Regions from separate parts of the Gossypium hirsutum genome. Here region 1 is linked to region 2. A link is a contact called in public Hi-C data. All regions are on one chromosome and are shown on one strand. The core of a region is the stretch at or near the end of the contact, and the rest is flanking DNA. Distances in the headings are between cores, read along the strand shown. Region 1 holds the start of LOC107903888 (protein ECERIFERUM 26-like). Region 2 has its middle 11 kb from the start of LOC121217052.

Region 1 (2,762 bases), core at 191-2,690, 130 kb after region 2:
TAATAAATAACTTTTTTTCTCATTTTTCATTTATTTTTTTATTTTCAATTTTCAATCTTTTATATAATAACATTATTATTTTTTTAAAATATATTTTTTTTCTCCATTCAGGAAATGAGTACGATGAAATTTTAGTATTCAAATAATGTCAACTGAATATATTTAAAAAAATAAAACTATTCATTATATGTAATGATTAAATGATAAGTATTTATTTTAACAATTCATTAATATGTTGATTGAGTCTTAGTTCTATTGGCATGACATTGTTGTCAGTGCAAAAGAACGTGAGTTCGAATACGCTGAAATATATTTAACCTCCTATTTAAAAGTTAAGGAAAGACTATGAGTAATTCTATACATTATATAAAAAACAATTCATTAATATATCAGTGGAGATGGTACCAATAATAATAGTTGAGGCCCTGGCTCAATAGTATGATTCAAGTCTTGTGAAATTTTAGATCTTATGAGTTCCACCAAACATAAATATTATATGTAAGTTCTCAATCTAGATTTTATTCTAGTTTAAGTACTATCATATTTGAATTTTATCCAAATTTATTTTGATTTAAGTACTCTATGTTTGTTTTTACATTGTAATAATTGATTTTGGTTGTAGGCATAAAGATTTATTTATTGTAACTGTAATTTCCTTTCTCTAATTGTAATTTTAGTTAAAGATGTATTAAGTGTAATTATAATTAAAAACAAAATTATATAAAATTGTTAAATGTTAAATAAAATAAAGATAACATATTTTAAAAGAATTAGAAAACAATATAAATCTAAATAAAATTGGATTAACAATTTACACATTTAAACAAAACTTGAAGCTCGTATATTGAATGGATAAAATTTAGATAAATATGTATTATACTTAAAATCTGTTGGTATCATAAGTCAATCGAGTACAGTTAGAAAAATTTTTAGAGGGCTGAAATTAATTGTAATTTTTACGATAGTAAAAATATAATTTCACCATTTTAATAATCTATATTTTTTAAAATTTTAAAGGATTAAATTAAATTTTTATCATTTTAGGGGGCAAAGTATAATTTTATCTTTGTTAATTTAAAATTTTAAAGAGCCTCAATGAAATTTTTTTCTTTTTAGGAGGGGCCAGGACCCCTGCCAGCCCCCTAACTATGCCCCTGCAATCGAGTACCAATTTTATTGAAAATTGATTAAAAATTATTTCTTTTTATAAAATAAGTTATATAATTATAATAATATTTTTATCTTTTTAAATTTTGACAAATCAATAAATACTCACATATAATGAAATTTTAACTTTAAAACATTAAAAATTTTAAAACGTCAACTTTTATTTTAGTCAAAACTTAATTTAATTTTTATATAATTTTTTAATAAATGTATTTATTTGAACGTGACGTAAATATATAAGGCTAATATTATGGGCAAGTCTAACCAAATCCCCAAGAAATACCCATATATAAGAGCAATCTTTTCCTCTACCCTACGCTAATAATCTTCTCAAATCTGGTTAGTAATTGAGTGAATTCCCATTTCAAACCAATGAAGATTTAATGCAGAGTCGAAGTATCCAGCTGCTTTACATCCAACAAGAACAAATAAATGAAAATGACCCAATTAAATGTTTCCCTTTAACTCACCCACCGGTCATGATTGAAGAACCAATTTATAAACCCCAAAACCCCCATTTCGGAAAACCATAAAATTTCCAACCATAGTTTCAGTTCCATCTCCCAGTAGTCAAGTTTGAAAGCAAACCATGGTTCCCCCCCAACAAGACCATGATCTTGTCTATAACCTTAGGCTCTCATCGGTTGGACCAGGTTGTGTCACCGGTTCGGACGTGGTTCATGACCTAAGCGGCCTGGACTTGACCATGAAACTCCATTACCTCAAAGCGGTCTACTTCTTTTCCAGCCATGCAGTGGAAGGGCTAACTATCATGAACATGAAAGAAGCCATGTTTTACTTGCTTAACGATTACTACATCACCTGTGGGCGGATCAAGCGGTCGGAGTCTTCGGGTCGACCGTACATAAAGTGTAATGACTGCGGCATAAGGTTCGTGGAAGGTGTTTGCGATGAAACTGTGGATGAATGGCTTGAAACTGACGACGATTCTAAGAGGAATTTGCTTGTTTATCATCGAGCCATCGGCCCTGAGTTGTCCTTTTCTCCTTTAGTTTACTTGCAGGTATCCTTTTTCTACCAAAATTCATCTCAACCTTTAAATTAAAATATATATATATATATTTAAATCGGAAAAAAAAACATTTAAGTCGCTTTACTAATACAATATTTACAATATCAACTTACCTAAAGCTCAAAAGGCGATTTTCTTTAAACAATATTAAATCACTTTACGATTATATTAAGATAAAACTAGATTATCTTTGGCTGACTATATGGTGAGAAAAGAAAATTTTTTCCTCTATACTTTATGCTTATAATATTTTTTTTTGGTGGTTATTTTTCTAAAGGAGTAATCATGAATTTCAAGTATTAATCATGAAAAATACCAAAAAGTATCCCTAATTTTGTAATCTATTTAACTGAATTTTTGTCTTTGATTCGTGACACTAAATTTTGCGTACCAAATATACTATATATTTAAAAATATATATTTTCAAAATATTTATATGAAAAAATAAATAAAGTTTTAGTTGAAATGGTAAATTAAATGTTTATGTGTGTATTCTTTTTTATATATAAATTATTAAAAAACTTCAAAATAATATAATTTATTTTGTAAAACAATGATATTT
Region 2 (2,844 bases), core at 293-2,792:
TTGGAAGGCCAAATAAGTCATCATGTCTATTATAAATGTGTTTAATAATATTTATATTTTGTAAATTTTATAGATTAATAATTTATATTATGTAAATTTAAAGAATTTGGAGAATTATTTACTATTTATATCATGTTTCAATTATTATTTGACCCTCAAGTTGTTCGTCAATATCATCCAAAAATAGATGAAAAGGTTAACACATGTTTACGTTACTGGCGTAGCATACATGTGGATGTCACATCAGTAATTAATTGATTTTTAAAATTTAAAAATTAGAAAAATTTTAAAATTTTAAATTATGTAAAAAGTATAAAAAATATTAAAAGTATTTATAATATTTAAAAAATTAATTAATTGCTTACGTGGCATTTAGACCTGATCATGGGTTGGGCCACCCGGCCCGGCCCGAAGGCCTGCTCGAAATGTGGGAGTGTTTGGGCAAAAATATAGGCCCGAAAAATGGGCTTGGACAAAAAATAAGGTCGTTTAAAAACGGGTCGAGCCTCGGGTAAGGCTTTTTTGGCCCGGATCTGGCCTGAATTCACTAAAGGACAAAAAAATCTGCTCTTTTTTTTAATATTATTTTCTTGTTGTTTTCTCCATATTTTTCTACCATTTTGCTATTATGTTGCTACTATTTTGTTGTTATTGTTTGAATATTGTATAAAACTTATTTTATTGTTAATTTTGTTATTATTTTAAAGGCATTTGTTAATTTCGTTATTATTTTAGAGGCATTTGTTTGTTAAGTTGCATTTATATTAGTGTTATTTAATTCTACATATTTTTTAAAATTTATTTTCAATTTTTTGAGAAATTATTATTTTGATATTTTTAGTATTTTTGATGTATTATATATATTTAAAAATTATATAAAAATAATATAAAAATTAATACAGGCGGGCCGGGTCGAGCTCGGATTTTATCATTTTTATCCGAGTCCAGCTTGGGCAAAATTTTAGGCCCATTTTTCAGGCCGAGCCTAATAAATGGACCTGAATTTTTAGTTGAGCCTGGCCTGGCCCGTCCCACAAGCACCTCTACATGGCATACATGTAGATGCTACAATAGCAAATTTAACAAACGTTAATTTTTTATCCATTTAAGAATGATTTAACAAACAATTCAAATAGAAAAATTAAATGAAAAATTAAAATAATTTTTTATAAAATTAGAGGATCAAATAAATCATTATGCATATATTATATTCATACCATGCAATCTTATGCATAATATTACCGTATTTACCTATGTACAAAAAAAAAAGTAACACCATATTAACCTAAGCTAAACTTTTGTTGTTTCCTTCAAATGTGGATGTGGAAAGCTTAAAGCACTGTACAAAAGAAAACCCGAACGCAACAAGAATGATTCCAAATTTCAAGCATAAAATTCATGGGAAGAAGGGGGACAATCTATTTTGAGTTGCACTTGGAAATCCCTGCTCCACCCTTTACCTGAAAGGCACATATCACATGTTCCTACGTGGGGCACATATCACATGTTCCTACTCCCACGTAATCTGCACCTCTTTAATTCGTTGGTAGTTAGTCGGCTCTTGCTATTAAAGTGGTAAAAATCTAGTGGGTAATAGTACGTGTCAGGTTAGGTCACGAATGTCTTTCATGAAAATCGGTCAATCAAATCATCTGTTGGAATAGTGATCCTAATTCGGATTAGCATTATACAATGTTGCTATTAAATTTATTATACTTGGTAGATTCAGAGTAGATGCAGAAATATCTCTTCAAATATTTATTATTGGAATTCGGATTCTTATAATTGTATATCATCCAATAAAGTTTGAATATAAATTGTTTTATTAATTATAATTCATACAAAGTAAATTTTTTATTAGTCTTTTCACATTTGATTCTCTTAAATCTTATTTAGTTTCTCTTAAATAATATTATTTTCTAATCATTAACCTAACTAAATTAGGAGAAAGATTATCAGAATTCCTAAATTTGTGATTATCTACTTTATTTTCACATATACTCTTCGTTGATTACAATTTTTTCCTTTTTGGGTAGAGGAGTCGGAATGTCGTGTTGTGAAGCGTATTTTGGCCACTTATGAATCCGTTACTGGCCAAACTATTAATTTGCAGAAGTCAAGTGTCATGTTCAACTCGAATATTCATTTGGATATTAGGTAGATGGTGCATTCAATTTTGGATGTCTTTGCTCCTATTGATCGAAGTCGTTAATTGGGCCTCCCATCTCTCATTAGGCAGAGTAAGAAGCGGGTGTTCTTTTTCATTCGGGATCGTCTCTGTAAGCACTTTTTTAGTTGGAAGAATCTGTTGCATTCGCCACATGGTAAAGAGGTAGTGCTCAAGACAATTGCCCAAGCTTTACTGGTGTAACAACTTTTACTCATCTCGACCACCAATGGATAGAAAATGTCATTAGAACACTTCAATGACAAAAAATCGTGAATTTATTTAATAAATTAAATATTAAAATATTTTTATAAAATCAGAGAAAATAGATAAAATAAATTTTATAATTTTAGAAGCTTGTTAAAATCATTTTGAATCAAATTATAGGTGTTCAGAAGTGTCTTGGACTATACACAGGTCATGGAAGGCTCACTTTTCATAAAACAATGAAGTAGCATTGTGATGGAGTTGGAAACAAATCTGGTTTGAAAACAATTTTCTCACGGGGAAAAATACAAAATTTGAAAATTGCGCTAGTTTGTGATATTTAAAACAATAAAAATTTCCCAAAAAGTACTTGTGCTGTGTGCGAGATGGATACTTGTCATTCGCGACTTTCAATCGAATAGCCTTCTTCGCTATTCTAGTACCACAAATTACTTCGAGTGTGGGCTTGA

The links. Hi-C and Micro-C count contacts between places; a contact is called where the count stands out from the background.
Region 1: a Hi-C map of leaf shows a contact between it and region 2, with 1.5 times the contacts expected there. The contact joins the promoter of LOC107903888 here to the enhancer-like site in region 2. A contact is called at or near these places in 7 of 34 Hi-C or Micro-C datasets (anther, callus, leaf and 1 more).

Annotation. Positions count from the first base shown.
Region 1 is chrD05:50,910,806-50,913,567 of Gossypium_hirsutum_v2.1, forward strand. LOC107903888 (protein ECERIFERUM 26-like) reads left to right here and starts at 1,441. Exons shown (of 2, transcript XM_016830069.2): 1 at 1,441-2,191. The coding sequence starts at 1,757.
Region 2 is chrD05:50,784,434-50,787,277 of Gossypium_hirsutum_v2.1, forward strand. No RefSeq gene overlaps it. Among protein-coding and RNA genes, the nearest start is that of LOC121217052, 11 kb to the left of the region's middle. Within about 2 kb of position 1,543, at least 4 of the 9 cell types and tissues checked have an H3K27ac peak or open chromatin away from gene starts, as enhancers often do. A contact at or near this core is called in leaf, where this site is marked.